Regions from separate parts of the Pan troglodytes genome. Here region 2 is linked to region 1. A link is a contact called in public Hi-C data. All regions are on one chromosome and are shown on one strand. The core of a region is the stretch at or near the end of the contact, and the rest is flanking DNA. Distances in the headings are between cores, read along the strand shown. Region 1 overlaps SRRM3 (serine/arginine repetitive matrix 3). Region 2 overlaps LOC134810458.

The links. A called contact is a pair of places that touch in the nucleus more often than the background predicts.
Region 2: a Hi-C map of induced pluripotent stem cells shows a contact between it and region 1, with 2.5 times the contacts expected there. The contact joins two enhancer-like sites. A contact is called at or near these places in 2 of 7 Hi-C or Micro-C datasets (induced pluripotent stem cells and stem cell-derived neural progenitor cells).

The regions. Positions count from the first base shown.
Region 1 is chr6:85,227,939-85,231,981 of NHGRI_mPanTro3-v2.0_pri, reverse strand. It overlaps SRRM3 (serine/arginine repetitive matrix 3), which reads left to right. Exons shown (of 16, transcript XM_054655836.2): 4 at 1,892-2,020; 5 at 2,103-2,183; 6 at 2,859-2,888; 7 at 3,329-3,391; 8 at 3,523-3,558. Among named protein-coding and RNA genes, the nearest start is that of HSPB1, 43 kb to the right of the region's middle. Within about 2 kb of position 2,286, at least 10 of the 24 cell types and tissues checked have an H3K27ac peak or open chromatin away from gene starts, as enhancers often do. A contact at or near this core is called in induced pluripotent stem cells, where this site is marked.
Region 2 is chr6:85,423,171-85,427,203 of NHGRI_mPanTro3-v2.0_pri, reverse strand. All of the region lies in intron 15 of LOC134810458, which reads right to left. Among named protein-coding and RNA genes, the nearest start is that of STYXL1, 21 kb to the left of the region's middle. Within about 2 kb of position 2,168, at least 10 of the 24 cell types and tissues checked have an H3K27ac peak or open chromatin away from gene starts, as enhancers often do. A contact at or near this core is called in induced pluripotent stem cells, where this site is marked.

The DNA of each region.
Region 1 (4,043 bases), core at 1,037-3,536:
TAGAAAAAAAGAAGCGCTCTGAGAAGAGCCTGTAGGGAGCCAACATCTGTGGCAGAGGCTGGCTGGGGCTCCGGGAGCAGGGACAGGAGGCGTCTGGTCCCTGCTGAGCGAAAAGGAGAGTTCTGTAAGATGGATAGGGAGTATCGGAGGCCCCCACCCTCTGCCACCAGGCTTGATTGATGAGCACAGTCCTGCTGCCGGAGATGAGCAGGGGGGCCCCCTGGAGGCTGCAGAGGGGAGGGCGAGGAGAGGCTATGAATATTTCAGCGACAGAGGCCGGGCTGGAGGAAAGGAGGGGAAGGGGGGCAGGGAGGCACTCAGCCAGCGGGAGGGGGCTCAGGGACTAGGACACCCAGGTGAGGAAAGACCCACATCATTGAGCCAGGGCTCGGGGAGGGCGGAGATAGGCCAGGAGGAAGGGGCTCTTTAAGAAATTAGAGTTCGCCGGGCGCGGTGGCTCACGCCTGTAATCCCAGCACGTTGGGAGGCCAAGGTGGGTGGATCACGAGGTCAGGAGTTCAAGACCAGCCTGGCCAGCATGGTGAAACCCCGTCTCTACTAAAAATACAAAAAATTAGCTGGGCGTGGTGGTGCATGCTTGTAGTCCCAGCTACTCGGGAGGCTGAGGCAGGAGAATTGCTTGAACCCAGCAGGCGGAGGATGCAGTGAGCTGAGATCATGCCACTGCACTCCAGCCTAGTCGACAAAGTGAGACTCCATCTCAAAAAAAAAAAAAGAAAAAGAAAAAGAAATTAGAGTTCGCCGTGCGCGGTGGCTCACGCCTGTAATCCCTGCATTTTGGGAGGCCAAGGCTGGCAGATCATCTGAGATCGGGAGTTCCATACCAGCCTGACTAACATGGAGAAACCCCGTCTCTACTAAAAATACAAAAATTAGCGGGCACCTGTAATTCCAGCTACTCGGGAGGCTGAGGCAGGAGAATCACTTGAACCCAGGAAGCGGAGGTTGCAGTGAGGTGAGATTGCAGGAGATTGCAGCAGGCAGAGGTTGCAGTGAGGCGAGATCGGGCCCCTGCACTCCAGCCAGGACAACAGAGTGAGACTGAAAAAAAAAAAAAAGAAAGAAAAGAGAAATTAGGGTTCAGTGAGAGAAAGGAGGGGTGGGGATGGGGTTCCCAGAATAGGACAGTAGGGTTAGGGGCACAGGGATCAAATGGGGGGTTCACTGAGGGGGAGGGCTTCAATGAATGGGGCTAGGATATGGAGGGGATTCAGTGAGGAAGAGGAGCCTCATCTAAGGAGTAGCCACACACACACCCCACCCACGACTGCAGGGTGGCTCATGCCTAGAATTCCAGCAATTTGAGAGATCAAACGGGAGGATCGCTTGAGGCCAGGAGTTCGAAACCAGCCTGAGCAACATAGTGAGACCCCGTCTCTGCAAAATTTTTCAAATTAGCCAGGGTGGGGGTCCACGCCTGTAGTCCCAGCTACTCAAGAGGCTGAGGAGGAAGGATCGCTTGGGCCCAGAAGTTCAAGGCTGCAGTGAGCTATGATCCCACCGCTGCAACCCAGCCTGAGCAACAGAGCAAGACCCTATCTCCAAAATTAAAAAAAAAAAAGAGGAGGGGGCTTACTGAGATGGTGAGAACTCAGAAGGGGTGCGGGCTAAATAAGGGGCTCGGTTATCTTCTTTCTTTTTTGCAAAAGATTGTACCGTGAGGTCGGGGACCTGTAGGGGATGTGCCCCGTTGGGTTCCCCAAATCTCTGCCTAGCCCTGTAAGGCCAGGGGCCGCAGGTAACCCTCGCCCCTCCCCCAGCCGGGTAGCAGCCCGCAGACTTGCGGGGCTAGGTCAGGCCCCCTGCGCCGAGAAACGGGGTGGAGAAAAGCCGTCCCGAGACTGGTGGTGAGCGTCCCTGTCGCCGGCAGTGTGGCGGAGACCCCGCGGCTGACCGAGGGCGCTGAGCCTGGCCTGGAGTACGCGCCCTTTGACGATGACGACGGCCCAGTGGACTGTGACTGCCCGGCCGCCTGCTACCGCGGCCACCGCGGGTACAGGTCAGCGGCCGCCGCGGCAGGGGTGGGGGGCGCGCGGGGCTGCCCCCCCTCACCGCCCCCACCCCCGCCTCTTCTCCCCCAGGACCAAGCATTGGTCTAGCAGCTCGGCATCGCCCCCTCCCAAGAAAAAGAAGAAAAAGAAAGGCGGCCACCGGAGAAGCCGGTGAGAACCGCGCCTGACCGGAGCGGGAAGGGAGGAGGAGGTGGGGTCTCTCCCCGGATGCCCGTCCCTGGCTCACAACCATGCAGCATTTGTGAGCCCCGCCCCTCTCTGAGCCCCTCCCTCGGCCTCCCCGTGCCGTCCCCCGACTAGGTGCCCTCCGGATAACTGAACCCACCCCAGGCCTCAAGCTCCTCCCCTCGCTAGGGCCCGCCCCTCGACAAGCCCCTCCCCTTCGCTAGGTTCCGCCCCCAAGGAGCCCCTCCCCTTCTCTGGGGCCCGCCCCTCACCGAGCCCCTCCCCTTCTCTAGGACCCGCCCCTCATCGAGGTCCTCTCCCCACTAGGCCCCACCCCTCATGGAGCCCCTCCCCTTATCTGGGATCCGCCCCTCACTGAGCCCTTCTCTAGCACCTGCCTCTCACTGAATCCCCCAGAGCCAGACTCACTGACCGGGCCCGTGTGTTACCAGCACCTGCTCCCAGTCCCCCTCTGCCCTCCCAGGGGTCCCGTGCCCACCAACACTAGTGCGAGTGGCCCTGGGGAGGAGGGGCCTCATCTGCCATCCCCGAATCTCTCTGTCCACCCTCCCCTGTCCTGCGTGAGACCCTGGCAAGTGTCTGGGGCCCCAACTAACCCCATCCATCCGTCTGTCCTTTCTTCCTGGCATCTGCCCTCAGCAAAAAGAGGAGACTGGAGTCCGAATGCAGGTCAGTGGGGACAGAGCTGGCTGGGGCCAGGGCGGGGGATGTCTGTGGGTGGGAGAGGTTCCAAGGCCATCCCCCAGAGGCCGGAGGCCTGGACCCTCAGGGCCTGCACCTGGACACTGCCAAGGTGCAAGTTTTGCCCCTACAGAGGCCATGAATCCCACCGTTGGAGCCTCTGACGTCTGGGTTTGAAACTATCGTTGCCCACAATGCCAGGGGGCTGGAAGGGTGACTTGGGGACAACATAGGCAGCGCCATCAACTACCCTGAGGGACCTTGGCGACCCTTGGGGCCTCGGGTCACTCTGTACAAGGGACCTTGGGCTTCCTGGCCTGGAATTCCCTTTCCAGCTTCAATGTCCCAAGCACCCAGGTCTCTCCAGCCATTTCCAGCCCCCCACCCCCCACCCCAGCTCACTAGAGCCCACCTCCCTGTGTCCACAGCTGTGGGAGCTCCTCACCCCTCCGCAAGAAGAAGAAGAGTGTGAAGAAGCATCGCCGAGACAGGTACCCTTGCTGCCCCCACCCTGGGGCCTCCTCTTCCTCCCGTGGGGCCCAGGGCCAGGGCTGTGGCCCTCCATAGGTCTCCCCTGGGCCACCCCAGGCAGGCTCAAGAGAACTCCTTTATCGCCCTACAGGTCTGATTCTGGGTCCCGGAGGAAGAGACGGCACAGGTGAGCGGCGCTTTGCAGAGGATATGGTCAGTGGTCCCTTAAGGAACCAAAGCCCAAAGGACGCAATGATGGGATGGGGTTTTGAGGGTCCCACAGGGCTCCATCCTTCAGCTCCAGGGTTCCTTCCCAGAGCCAGGCTGCGGGGACAGAGCAGTGGAGAAGGAGCATGAAAACCAACTGTTTGCAACCCTTGCCTGCCCCATGCATCAGCCGTGACATGGTGACCCCAAGAATTTCTAGACAACATGGCAGGTCCAGTGCCCAAGGGGTGTGTCTGTCTGTGGAGTTGCCGGTTAGACAAGCAGAAACACCGAGACCCTGAATTTGCAGGGAAATAGCTCACGAGGCAGGAGGACCTCTGTGAGCTGGGAGGGCTCCATGGATAGGAGGCAGGGTCGGGGAGCTGTGGCTAGAGGTAGTTTCTCAGGGACAGGTGCTAGCCTCCCAACAGGTTTGACTGCCAAGTTATGGAGCCATCCTCCACC
Region 2 (4,033 bases), core at 919-3,418, 200 kb before region 1:
GCAGTCCGTTCCCCAGACACTGTGGCCTCTGAAGTGGAAACTGAAAGCTGCATACCTGGGAAAGAACTTTCTAGCAACAGGCAACGGCCTTCAGTGGAAGAGGGAGGGCTGGAGGTGTGCCCAGTACTTGGATGTTCATCTGTCCACAATAGCTTTTTGTTTTTTTAAAAAAGCTAAAATGGAAATGGATTTTATCATAAAGGATGACATCGTTTTCTTCTACAATTAATACATGTTCATTGTATAAAACCCAAAAAGCAGCTAAAAAATAAAGTGGGAAAGGAACTACTGGTAATACTTGTCCTCTCTTGCATATTTCATAGGTTGAGAGAATGAAGCCTGCTCTGCAGGTTATCTGCTACTGTAACAATCCCAGCCCTCTCCACTCTGGTGGCTTTTAGGCTATTTCTGTTCCTGTCTCCCGACGCTGGGGGTTGACAGGACTCAGCTGGGTGGTTACATGCCCACAGCTCCCACTGCAGTCACTGGAGGCTTGGCTGGACTGGAGCACGCGAGGCTGGTGTTTGGGAGATGTCCGGACAGCTGGCCTTTTCCCCGAGGTCTTGGGCCTCTCATTCTTCGCAACGCGTCTACAGCAAGGTCCATATGTTTGTTGAATGACTCAGTTCCCACAAGCAAAAGCAGAAGTTGCCAGGCTCTAAGGCTTGGGCTGAGAACTGGCCCAGCTTCGCTTGCGCTGCATTCTCTAGAGTAAGTTACAAGGCCCCCAATGACATGGGCAGGAACCACACAAGGGTGTGGCTGCGGGAGACCTGACTCTGGTGGCCATTTATGGAGATGAGCTGCCCCCCACTTCTTTCACTGTGTGTATTTGCCCTTGTCACTTTTCTAAATTTTTCTTTAGAGACAAGGTCTCTGTCGCACAGGCTGGAGTGCAGTGGTGTGATCATGGCTCACTGCAGCCTCCAACCCCTGGGCTCAAGCGATCCTCCCACCTCAGCCTCCCCAGTAGCTGGGACTATGGGTGCCTGCCACCATGCCCGGCTAATTTTATAATTTTTTGTAGAGACCAGGGTGGGGGTGGCCAGGCGCGGTGGCTCACGCCTGTAATCCCAGCACTTTGGGAGGCCGAGGCAGGCAGATCACGAGGTCAGGAGATCGAGACCATCCTGGCTAACACGGTGAAACCCCTTCTCTACTAAAAATACAAAAAATTAGCCGGGCGTGGTGGCGGGTGCCTATAGTCCCACCTCCTCGGGAGGCTGAGGCAGGAGAATGGCATGAACCTGGGAGGCGAAGCTTGCAGTGAGCCGAGATTGTACCACTGCACTCCAGCCTGGGCGACAGAGCCAGACTCTGTCTCAAAAAAAAAAAAAGAGATCAGGGTGGGAGGACTTGCTCTGTTGCCCAGGCTGGTCCTCCTGGCCTCAATCAATCCTCCCACCTCAGCCTCCCAAAGTGTTGGGATTACAGGCATGAGCCACTGTGCCCTGCCATTCTTTTCACAGCTGGATAACCTTGAGGGTGGATAACTCGGTGTTTTCGTTTTTCACTGCTGTAGAGAGCAGAACTCTGAGCGTGGTACTTTAGCATTGTTTCCTCCTGGTGGTTCTATATGCAGAGCACTATGCTGGCTGTATTTGGGGTGCATTTGCCATTTTATGGGATCCTTGCAACAACCCTGACAGGACCTGGGACTCAAGCTAAGTCAGGCTGTGTCTTGGTTGAGGGTGGTCACTACCTCTCTCCATAAACCAGGGGCTACCCCTTAAGAACCTCCCAGAGAGTTCACTCAGGATACTCCCACTAAGGTGGGAGGACTGCTTGAGCCCAGGAGCTTGAGGTTGCTGTGAGCTGTGACTGTGCCACTACACTCCAGCCTGGGAGACAGAGAGAGACCTGTCCCAAAAAAAAAAAAAAAAAAAGAAGCCCATTTCTGGTTCCATCTCAGAAATTCAGCTCTAGCATCCTAAAGGGAGGACCTGGAATGTAGAATATCCTAGATTCTTTCAGATGATGATGAAGGGGCCTGGAGATACTGGCTGTCCCTGGGCTATTCACCCTCTAGCTCCTGCCTTCCAGGGCTAAAGACGAGTCAGGTACTGAGAATCCACAAGACAAACGCAGAGGAAGTACCGTGGGACTCCAGAGGAGGGCAAGGTTACTTCATGTCTTGGCAGAGCATCAAGGAGGACTTCCCCTATCAAGATCTCTAGGAGGAGGGAAAAGGAGGGGGAGGAGATGGCATACGCTCTGGCTCTGCAGGCTGGGCAGGATTTCAACCAGCAGGGAGGGTGGGATGGGCGTCATAGGCAGCTGCCGGAGCAGACAGGCTGAAGAGCTTGTGGATGGCAGGAACAGGGCGTCCCAGGAGCTGAGCAGGATGGTGACATGGTGGCCAAGGCTGCTCACACTCCACCAAGGGCGGGTTGGCGGGGGGGGTCCCTGGAGCCTGCTGCTGGGCCCAGATTCTGATTTTTTTAATTAAAATTTTTATTTTATTTTGAGACGGAGTCTTGCTCTGTCGCCCAAGCTGGAGTGCAGTGGTGTGATCTCGGCTCACTGCAACCTCTCTGGCCCAGGTTCAAGCAATTCTGCCTCAGCCTCCCGAGTAGATGGGACTACATGCACGCCACTACCACAGCCAGATAATTTTTGTATTTTTAGTAGATGGGGTTTCTCCATGTTGGTCAAGCTGGTCTCAAACTCCTAACCTCAAGTAATCTGCCCGCCTTGCCCTCCCAATGTGCTGGGATTACAGGCGTGAGCCACCGTACCCGGCCCAGATTCTGCATTTTCTAGTCAGCTTCCCAGCAATGCCTGAGCTGCAGGTGCACACGAACTAGGAGTGACGTGAAGGCAGGGACCACTCGGATGCTAAAGACCAGAGATGGGATGGCGGTGAGTAGGAGCGGGGATGATAGGGACATGGAGGAGAAACAGCATCTCCCAGCCCCACTTCTGCCACCCAGAACTCCATCAGGAAGTTGTCAGTGTGGATGAAACTCACCACACCTCTACTTCCAAGCTCCAATTATCCGTCCTCCCATCCTTCTGGCCACCTCCTCACACAGAACTTCTGTCCTCCTCTGTGAGGAAAAAAAGACCAGTGGCTGCATGTATGGTGTTAAGGACCAAAATGATGTGGCCAAGGCCTTTGCCACGAGAAGCCAAGAACCAGTCTTTGTTTTTTGTTTTGTTGAGACGGAGTCTCGCTTTGTCGCCCAGGCTGGAGCGCAGTGGCAAGCTCTCGGCTCACTGCAACCTCTGTGTTATGAGTAAAATGTTTATTCAGAAACAAAATGCTTCTTCCCCAGTACTGCAAGGAAAAATCAGCATTTAGACAAAGAAGTTTTCTCAGTAAGGTAATTTTACTTTCTGGAGAAAAGAGGGAAGCAATTTTTATCCTTTATGCAGCTTGTCCTTGCTGCTGTGTGTTGTCTCCATTGACTGGAGCTAGAAATTACAATTTAAACTGAACCTGATTGGCTAACAACTTAAAACACTGCTAAATAGGTAAAACTAATGGAGAATAAAGAAAAAGAGGAAGTTGTTTATGAAAAGACATAGACAAGTTATAACATTTCCTGCCGGACGCGGTGGCTCACACCTGTAATCCCAGCAGTTTGGGAGGCTGAGGTGGGTGGATCACGAGGTCAGGAGATCAAGACCATCCTGGCTAACATAGTGAAACCGCGTCTCTACTAAAAAAATACAAAAAATTAGCTGGGCATGGTGGCACACGCCTGTAGTCCCAGCTACTTGGGAGGCTGAGGCAGGTGAATCGCTTGAACCTGGGAGGCAGAGGTTGCAGGGAGCTGAGACTGTGCCACTGCACCCCAGCTTGGGCAACAGAGTGAGAGACTGTCAAAAAAAAAAAAAAAAAAAAAAAGGACATTCCAAAATAAGGAACGCAGCAAGCTAAGACATCCCTGTGAGCACAGCCAGCAAACATACCTTGGTTTAAGTACAAGAACATAGACTGTACTATGTGCCTGTAAGCATGTGTAGCACAAATATATTGTTTAAAGTACAAGGACATAGACTGTACTTACTCTTTTCTATCTAACAG